Regions from separate parts of the Mus musculus genome. Here region 2 is linked to region 1. The links are chromatin contacts, called in public Hi-C maps. All regions are on one chromosome and are shown on one strand. Each heading gives the region's core, a stretch centred on a gene start, on an enhancer-like site or on the middle of the called end of the contact. The rest is flanking DNA. Distances are from core to core; before and after follow the strand shown.

Region 1 (5,005 bases), core at 1,795-4,294:
GTCAGTTTCACATGTTCCAAGTATAGTGAGAGCAAAGAGGAAGAAGATTTCCATTTGGGTACTAAGTATGTCACCCCAATGGGGATGGCCGGCCTTGATTGACAAGGATGAGCCTGAGCACATAGAAAGCTTCCTAAATCTCAGACATTGTCAAGAAGATAATAACAGAACTGCACTCCTCCGGTGAGAGAGATTGAAACCATTTCCTCTAGATGGAAGAATGCGGGAAGGTCATGCTTGGATTACCCGAGGTACATGGCAGACGACTCCCCTGAGCTCAGAGAAAAAAATGTGTTCCCAGGCTTCAAGATGATCTTTACTGTAAGCCGATCTAAATCATTCAGGCCAGACCAAACAAAACAAAACAAAACAAAACAAAACAAAACAAAACAAAGCAAAACAATTTGTGTCTAAATACAGAACTGATTCTTTCAAGAGAGGTCTGGTCCATTGTCAGCCTGCTCAAGTTCAGGAGACCTGATGGTGCTGTAATCAGGACAGCCTTTGTCAATGTCCCTGTGGGTTACTAAGTAAGCTATGAGCCCAGTCCTGTAGAGGGACTAGAGATGGCAGGATAGACACTAAGAGACTACAATGCTTCAGTGGCCTTCCTTCTCTCCACAGCAAAGCTGGCAGATGAGGCCCTGATTCAACCCAAGTTACTTTCTCTCTCTCTCTCTCTCTCCCTCTCTCTCTCTCTCTCTCCTTATCTCCTCTCCTGAGAAGTCTCCATTGGAGGCTAATTGTGAAAAATGCAGGAAACAGATGGACTCTTTGTCTTGGAAGGCGGTTGGGCCATCCATTGGGCCTGGCCCAACCTCTCTGCTGAGAGCTGTGTACTAGCTCTCTGAGTGGCTTTTCCTCTAGCCTGCAGTCTGTTCTTCTTTCCATCTTGCCTTACAATTTCCTCCCTGGCTGAGGCCTCACTTGGTCAGAGTCCACGACCAGATGGATGATTCTTGCTCCTTCTCATCTCGGCCTTTGTTTGCAACTTGCTCCAGAGAGCTTCACCTGACATTGCAGGGCTTCTGCACTGACCTTTGTGCTCAGCGCATGATCCAAAGGCCTTTCGGGCCCTCCAGGGAATCGGGTTGCTTTTTTTGTTGTTTTGCTTTGTTTTTCAGAACAGGCATTAGTAAATATTCCTTCTTTTTCTTAACTCCTCCCAAATTCAATACACAGGCAGGGAATAGCTAGGGTTCTCTGTCAGGCCAGCTTTTCCCTCTACCTACTGCCGCCAGCTGAGCCTAGTTGCTGCAAGGCCCAGTCCACCTTAATCCTACCATTAGCCTTGCTTTCTTCACTAGCCAGAATGAGCTTCAAGTGCTTGGTAAATTACCTCATTGTCTGCTTAAGTTTCTCAGGCAGTGGTAACTCCAGAGCTCCGTGTGGGGCTGTCTGTGCCGAATGCTTAAGATAGAGGAACAGTGATTGCAGCAGGAAGGGCATGGAACTGATAAAGAACATATACGGCATGGAGACCCCCAAGTCACTTTGAATGGAACCTGTTTTTGTGTCTTTAAAAGACAACATAGCTCTTTTCTTTTCCTCTGCCTTTGGATAGTCGCATCTGCCCTTCACTAGATGGGGAACGGCTACAGCAGACCCTTCTAGAAACTGAGCTTCAGGCTTAGAATCCTTCATACTCTCAAACACTATCAGATTTTGAAGATATATAACTTTTTTTGTTGAGAGATCTGCCATGTCTGGTGTAGAAAATGTATTTGCAGCTCTGGCTTCTACCCGCCAGATGCCAGCAACCCCAAACGTCCACTTGTGAAGAATTAAATGTTGGCAGTGGAGGATGGCTCAGTGGTTAAGAGTATTTGCTGCTCTTGCAGAGAACCTGAGATTGCTTCTCAGCACCCACATTGGGGCTCAACACCTGTAGTTCCAGATCCAGGGAATCTGACACTTGCTTCGGACATCTGGAGACCTCCTTCATATACGTGGTAAACACAAATGCACTTGAGCACATACTCACAAAAATAAATAAATGTTGTAACAGAAACACCATCAAAACTGTCTCCAGAAATTGTGCAAGAGCTCCCGGAGGTCCAAGGATGTCTGATAAAGAGCCATCAGTGTAAAGGAACACTTAGCATCTTCTGGTGGCTTTTGGGGCTCTTAAGAATCACATGTAAAAACGTTATCGTTTTACAGGGTGCATTTATTTGCTATGGGGAGCAGTGCAAAGTACCTAAAGGCCCAATGTGTAATCAATCTAACTTTGGCTTCAGAAATAGACAAAAGAGCTACAGGATGAAGCCTGGAGCTCACAGAAGAATGCCCAGAGAAGAACGAGGAAAATTAAATATGACCAGATAAAATAATTCATGCACCATTGGCAGAATTTAATTATAGGTAACTACGGTCTATGAATGAGAATCAAAAATGTGCCAAAGGCAGGCCATGCAATGATGGCTGAAATGATGCCCCCCGTGGACAAGTGGACTGGCTTGTAAACCAGACTTGCTGGGCGCGTAGGGCAAGAGCTGCATCTTGCCATGGTCCTAATCAATAAACCAGGCTGGGTAAGCTGAGGAGAAACTGCTGCTCACCTGATGGTAACACTGGCCCATGGCACTGGGCACCAGGGCTTTATAAATCATCTTGACATCCATCCAAGCACTAGAAAACCCAAACTGAGGTGTCGAATCTCAGGTCTTGGAAGGATGTGACAAGTGCTCAGATAAACGGAGCAGAGAGAAAAAAAAAAATAGGAATGAGGCAGAAGTGAGATGTTCCCTTCCCATATGAAGCAAGTAATGAAACTGTACTGCAGGGGTGCAAATTTGGACACTGGGAAGGCATCGGAACAGTTAAGCAAATCAGCCTAGGCAACTTGGAATGGAAAAATGATTACAGTACGGAGCTCTCCCAAGGAAAACAGGAAACACGCTGGAAAGCACAAAGCCTTTCTCAAGCAGACAATCCCACATGGAAGTGGAAACTTGAAAGGAGATTCAGTGCTACAAACACTCCGTAACCACATAACAGCTGCCTGATGCAGAGCAGGACTCTGTGAATATGTCTTTGAAATTATCAGCGGCAGCAGCTGAATAGGACCGGCGCTGTGAAGTCTCCTACTCTGTAAAGAGAGAGGCTTTTACAAGAGAGCTGGGAGACCACAGACTTCATGATTTCAGCAGCAGGGGAAAAGCGTTTTGAAGCTCTAAGCCACAGCTTGAACGTAAGAATCTCTAAGGAAGTTATGTTTAATTACAAAGAAATCACTTTTTTTTTTTTCCCAGTGCGGGGAAACCATCCCGCAAACCTGTGAGGTTAAACTGCAAAGGAAAATGTTAACGGATGGAGCAGCCGAGCCAAACAATTTAAACCCCTTTCTGGAAAGCGTTTGACACTGTTCTTCATAAAAACCCTTAATTGGCAAAAATATTTTCTGGCATTTAGAAGGCAAGCTATTTTAACTACAATGAGAAAAAGAATCCCACAAACCAGTTTTGAGATAGGCTATCAAGTTACCGTCAATATTCGGGGTGGGACGGGAAGAACACTGAGGCTCACTTGAAATACGTTGCACAGCTCTGATAAAAGATATAAACACGGAGAGGGCGGGGCCAGGAGCAGTCACGTGATACAGAGACTGGCGAAGACTTAACTTTGCCTTAGCATGTATCTTGCAAAATCAGCAACTGTGCTTCACTTGGTCAGCAAAGAAGGGAGTTTATGAGAGGATATCATTGAGACCTTAAGAAAAATTCTAAGGGGATTACAGATGATAAGGCAGGAAGGCAGCTTGGCTTTGAATGTAAGATCCGGGCCCACATATTCTGTAAACAACAAGCAAAACAGTAAGACTTCCTGTGTGTTGAGGGAGGGTTTGGAGCTTCTGAGGTGGGAAAGGGGGTCTTGAGTAATGCTGTCTGAGAAAGTGGGACGGTGAGTAATGGCCAACTCTGTGCAGAGGAGAAACCGAGAGACACCGTTTATGAATAGGTAGCTGCATTCTTGGCTCCATTTCAGAGAAGTTGTTTAACCATGTTCTAGGATGCAGGAAGTGGCTTATTTCACTGACAGAGCATCTGGATCACATACATTAGGCTTCTTAACTCTCTCTTTGTCTTCTATTTCAAATCCAAACCTCCCTCCAAGGTTTGGTCCAAATCCCATCTCTCTTCTCTGCAAAGTCTTTCCTGGTCCCTCATGTGGTGTGAGATCTTCCAGCACATACTGCCTCTCACATTCATTGGCATTTATTTTTTAACTGTCAAAAAAAGGTCTCCAACTAGAGGGTAAGCAATTTCAGGGCAGAGGCAATGTCTTGTATGCTTTCCTTGATTCCTTGTACCGCATATTTTGGTAAGAGACTTGGAATAAGTTGGGGTGTTAGTTAGTGAAGTGCTTGCAGGTATCTTCTAATGGACTCCATATATCTCATTTTATTAGGGGTTGGCATTCAGTGTAAGTCAGGCAATGGGCTATGTTGTAATGTCATTAGTTATCTTTTATTTTGTGTCTAAAATTAATATAACAAACGTTATACTAAAAGCTAAGAAAATTAGAGAGAGGAGGTGTGAGGCATAGTGTCTTGAGGGGTGAAACAGGAAGAAATTAAGACTAAAGAACTAGGGCCTATTCTAAGACTTGAAAATACTGAAGTTTTCTTTAAAAGACAAAAGACAGTAAAGGGCTAATGTGTGGTAACATACATTACACACACATGTTTTTGTTCATGAGTATGAGTAGGTCATAGGATTCTCTGGAACTGGAGTTAGGGATGGTTGTGAACTGCCATGTGGGTACTGGGTTCCCAAGCCCAGTCCTCTGCAAGAGCAGGAAGTGCTCTTAACCTCAAGTCATTTCTCCAGCCCCCACATACATGTTTGTAAATTGTTGTTGTTGTTGTTGTTGTTGTTAAGTTTCTGCAGGGGCAGGTACCTGGTAATAAGCATGGAGTTTCTGGAGAGCATGAGGGAATTGAGTGACAGGCACAGTAAAGAAAGGGATAATGCTTACGAGCACCATATGACATGTGAAAAGG
Region 2 (5,005 bases), core at 711-3,210, 250 kb before region 1:
TGAGAATGTTAGGTCATGCATCGCAGTTAGCTATTCTGTTGTTCTCAGTACATAATCATTTGTCTTCGTACTTCATGATGTATTACTGTGGTGTGTGAGTGCATGTGCATGCATATGTGCGTGTGTGTGTGTGTGCGTGTGTGCGTGCATGTGTGCATGTGTGCATGTGTGTGCTCACACAGAGTCAGTCCCGGGGAATCTGCCTGCCTCTGCCTCCATGTTGCTTGCTGGGATTATAGGTGGGTACCAGGTTTTTTATATGAGCCTTGGGCTATGAACTCAGGTCCTCAAGCTCGCACAGCAAGCTCTTTGCTAACTGAGTCATCTCTCTGGCCCCATACATGAACACTAAAAAGAAGATGGGGCCAATGTTTTTCAGGCAGCCTGTTGACGCAGATAATTGGATGCTTCCTCATGCCTTTGTGGCAGGGGTACCACACGTGTAGTGCTGTGTCTTTCTCAGCATATCTGATCAGCAGGCACATGGTGACACTTTCTTCCAGTCTAGTGAGTCATTTGGCTGTTTCATCAAGGTATGTTTTGCTAGATAGCACAACTGTAAAGTTTACTGTTTTTCTCTTGAAAAATAATAGGCCTTGCAGGGAGCTATTTTGAGACAATAAATGTCCTGTTTCTCCTTATAGTTTTATCATCCAGAGAAGTTATTGATGATTCTTGCATAAGTCAATCATGTTTCTTATCCATTGGTGATTTTCTAAATCCATCATCCCATCTACATTTATTAACCACATTCTTAATATAAGGAGGGGCTTTCTGTTTTCCATTTGATTAGTCCTATGCCCTTGTCACTTATGGAGTCTTATTTATAGTATTATTTAACTTATTAGTATTGGGTAGATTTTAAGGTGCTTGAGTGGGCTTATAGGTATACAAAAAGTCAGGGAGATATAGAAGAGACAGTATATGACTGGTATGGTGAGTCTAACCCATTTTGTATCTTTTAAAACTGTCCTTGGCTAGGTCTGGAGGATGCACCCACTGGAAGATGGTTAGGGAGAGTAGGCCCAGGGTGAGTGGGGGATGGACTGGTCTGTGTGGGTTGTTTAAATGCTATGGGTAGGGAAACAGAGGTATTATAACCCTCGGGAGGAAAGTGATTAATTTTGATAGTTTGGCAAGAATGTCTTGTGGAGTGAACAGATCACTTAGATGTGGGAAAAGAGAAAGAGACCATAAAGAAGAGCAGAGAAAGCTCTGAGAACAAAAGTGCCCCCTTAAAAAATGTGCCCATCACAGTCCTTCTAAAATTTTGGCAAGGTGATCGGCTCTTGGATATCAATTACAAAGGCTGCTGAGATGTGATAACCACCTCGGGGTTTGACTGCATTTTTACAGTCTGCAGATTAGGGGTCAGAAGTTCAGGAAGCGAAAATCCCTCCTGGTCCAGGGATCTAAAAAACGACCCCTCTCCTTAGTTTCCAATACCATAAAACAAACCCGATACTCACCTTAAAGCCGTAGACGGCTTTTTTTGAGAAGTCTCCTTCATGGAATCTTGAGCATCTAGGAATTTCCCTTTAAACATTTGCTTCTGACTCCTGAAAAGCTACCCACAGGCCATACGCAAGAGGACACTCTGTAATGGTTGGTCATCATTTAGTTTTATTTATTTTATTCACATTAATCAGAAGCAGATGTAACCCAAAATGCAAGTTCTTATTTTAGAGTTCATGTTAATCCAGAAGATGCAGAAATACAGTACGATAGCTGAACTTCCAAAGAGCCAAAAGAGTTCTCTAGTTTCTCCAAGTAATACTGTAAACCTGAAAACATTTCTAGCACATGCTTTCTGTTTGCATGCTCTTGTGTTTGAAGGACGGAAAAGTGGATTAGTGTGGTTTAAGATGTCTGGAAGCAAAAGTTGGACTATGTCTGCTACCCTCTTATCCAGAACACATAATACTCCCAGAGAAAATTCAAGCTCAAGATTCTGAATCCCAGATTGACTTCAGGAGAGGCTGCCTGGCTGCAGATGTAGGTCACACTGTTTTGGCATCCTGTGTGGGTTTCCAGCTGTCTGCTGGACTCGGAAACCGAGGGATTCGTGTTTAAGTTACGGCACGCTGGAGAGCAGAGTCCGTTTTCAAACCTGAAGCTATTCACTTACTGAAATTCACTTTTCTCTACCGTTCTCACTTCTAGTTTTTCATTCGTTTTGTGGTCAGAAGTTTTAGTTCATCAAATGGATACAGTATTTCCCTTTCTTTCTTTTCATTAATTTATAAACCTCAGTTTTGATAAAAGTTAAGTTAATCTGATTAGAACAATAACAACAACAAACAAACAAAACAATACAAAAAATCTCAACAGAACAGAACAAAACCCTAGCCTATTATAGTTTAGATTGCTCTTGATACAAACAAAGAGATTCTAATGCAGGAAGACTCATTGAGTACTGGGCACAGGAGGGCAGGGAAGATAGGGCCATACTGCATTGTAGTTTGCAAGTTGCATGCTTAAGGATCCTGATAAATTGGGGGGGGGGGGAAATGGTTAAGTGTCATAAAAATGTCACAGAAAACCCAAAGAGAGAACAATTTGGAGAAAGAGAGTAAGAAGAAGAAATTTGGTGGCAACTGTAGGACTGTCACCAAATTCATGTGGTTGTAGGATCCCTTGCTCTGCCACACAACCAATTGTGACCCTCCAGCTAGAGAACTGTGCTTAATATCATATTAAAGGTTATCCCACCAATCTATGTATACATAGACACATATTTGCGGTTCATGGAACAAAAGGTAAGCAAGAACTAAATGCAAAGGCACTTGTCACGGCAGTATGCGATCTGCGCCTGTAATCCCAGCACTCAGCAGACTGGGGAAAGAAGACTCCGTGCTCCAGGTTAGCCTAGCCTCCACAAGAAGATTCTATTGGGAAGAAAGGTATGTTATGATAAGAATCAAAAGTTATGATAAGAATCAAAAGTGGTTCATATAATCCAAGAGTAGGAAAACACCACACTTCTGGAACAGTGGAGGCAAGATGCTCCAGGAAAGTCACTAGGACCTCTCTATCTCCTACACTACAGAACGATGTATCCTTTTTATAGTCTCTGCTCTCATTTTTCAGAAGTGGATGGCAGATTAGCTAAGAGGATGGTATTCACAGTCTGGGCAGACAGCATCGACCCAGAGCAATCTTATTGTAAAGCATGAAGGTAGGGCAGGCAAAAGGGTGGTCACCAATGGAGGGACTAGCCCTGTAAGTTGGAACAACTCCTAAAATGTGTCTCAGCAAATGCCTACTGTGTGTAAGACATGCAGTTGCAGAGCCTGTCTGCTCTCACACGAATGAAGAGGACTCAAGTTCAGACATGATCACTATGAGGCAAGGTGTGACAAAAGGTATATTAAAAGGTCTAGGGGAGGAGCCAGGTATAGTGTGTCTACTTGTAGTTTCAGGTAGGTGGAAGTTGGAAGACTAGGGTTTGAGGCTAGCCTGAGGTACATGGTGAAACACTGTCTCAAAACAAAACAAAGCAAGCAAGTGTTTAGAAGAATCTAAGGAGTGGATAACGCTTGGAATTGGAGATTTGGGGAGGTCTAGCCTGGAGGCCTTGGCAATGGGCAGATTGGGGAGGTAAAGATACGCATAGCATAGAAACTAGAAATAGCAAGAGGGTGTGTAAAACCACAGAGTGGATGCTGAGAACAGGGAGGTCCAAGGGCAGGGAGACCATATTCTGGAAACAAAGAATAGCTCTGGTATCAATAGAAAGTGGCCTCAGCTGCAAGTGATTAAAAGAGGGAAAAAAGGAATGGACAGCAAAGTAGTCATGGCAGGAGCAAGATAGTGGCTTGGTTTTGTCTCAAATAAAGGAGCCTGACAGTTGTGGGATTAGGGTGGGTAGAATGTCTCCAAACACCAAGAACCCAGGTTCCTTGCATGCTTATATCCTTACTAAGTGGTTTCTATCTTATAGTAGAAGGACAACAACCCAAGCCACTGCCATCAGATCCATGCTCTACCCAGCTGTCTGGAGATGTGCGAGCGGGGGTACCTTTTACCATGGAAAGATGCTTTCTACAGGTTGTGCACAATAGCTTCTATTACTTCTTATCTTACAGATGTCTTAATGACTTTTCTGCTGTTGTGATAAAGAACATAACCAAAAGCAATGTAGGGAAGAAATAGTCCAGGTAAATAAGGGCAGGAACTCAAGACTGGGACATGCGGGCAAGAGCTGAAGTAGAAGCTGTGGAGGGGTGCCGCTTCCTGGCTGCGTACTGCTGCCTTATGGCTTGCTCAGGATGCTTTCTTATAGAACTCAAGACCATTTGCCCAGGTGTGTCCCCAACCCAAGATGGATGCACACTCTCCTATCTATCATTAATCAAGAAAATCACCATAGATGGAACCACAGGCAATTCTTAATTGAGGTTCCTTTTCTCAGATAACTGTGGTTTGTGTTAAGTTGACAAAATAACAGAAAATTTAAAAATCAATCAGAACATTAATACTTGATAAAATATGCATGGCTAGCTATAAAGTAAGCTCAGAAATACAGCGATCCAGTGATCCTGGCTCTATATCAAAGCCAATAGTACTATTTCTAATAAGGAAAGAATAAATACTGGAAGACAAATCCTTTTCACTTATATTGTACCAAAAATGTAGACCCTATATGAGAGATGAAGCTAAAAAGTTAGGATTCTAAAGGATACAGTGCTAAGGAAGCTGTCTAATTTGGCCAGTACTAGGGACCACCAAATGTTCCAGAGTAGCCGAGTGACATGATCAGGACTCTCCTTAAGACGTTTGCTATTCAAATGATTATCAAACAAGGCAATAACTACTAATTCCCATTTGAAAGCCACTTCTGAATTGAGAACTATAGGCAGTGTATGTGGGAAGCAGGAGAGGCTGTGTAGGGATGGGAGAGGAATGAGAGGCAAACATGGCTAGAAGACTCTGTAGATGTAGAACAGTGTTAATGGGAACTAAATGGGCTCTAGAGCAATTGGAACGTAAGATGATGAGGAAG

What was found. Hi-C and Micro-C count contacts between places; a contact is called where the count stands out from the background.
Region 2: a contact with region 1 is called in a Hi-C map of uterus, with 4 times the contacts expected there. The contact joins two enhancer-like sites. A contact is called at or near these places in 11 of 484 Hi-C or Micro-C datasets (adipose-derived mesenchymal stem cells, embryonic stem cells, nephron progenitors and 2 more), 2 of 115 datasets of contacts at active chromatin or transcription factors (craniofacial prominence and embryonic stem cells) and 1 of 9 other capture datasets (embryonic stem cells).

The regions. Positions count from the first base shown.
Region 1 is chr1:57,435,155-57,440,159 of GRCm38.p6, reverse strand. No RefSeq gene overlaps it. Among named protein-coding and RNA genes, the nearest start is that of Gm22371, 15 kb to the right of the region's middle. Within about 2 kb of position 3,044, at least 105 of the 459 cell types and tissues checked have an H3K27ac peak or open chromatin away from gene starts, as enhancers often do. A contact at or near this core is called in palatal mesenchyme and uterus, where this site is marked.
Region 2 is chr1:57,681,551-57,686,555 of GRCm38.p6, reverse strand. No RefSeq gene overlaps it. Among named protein-coding and RNA genes, the nearest start is that of Spats2l, 91 kb to the left of the region's middle. Within about 2 kb of position 1,960, at least 12 of the 459 cell types and tissues checked have an H3K27ac peak or open chromatin away from gene starts, as enhancers often do. A contact at or near this core is called in palatal mesenchyme and uterus, where this site is marked.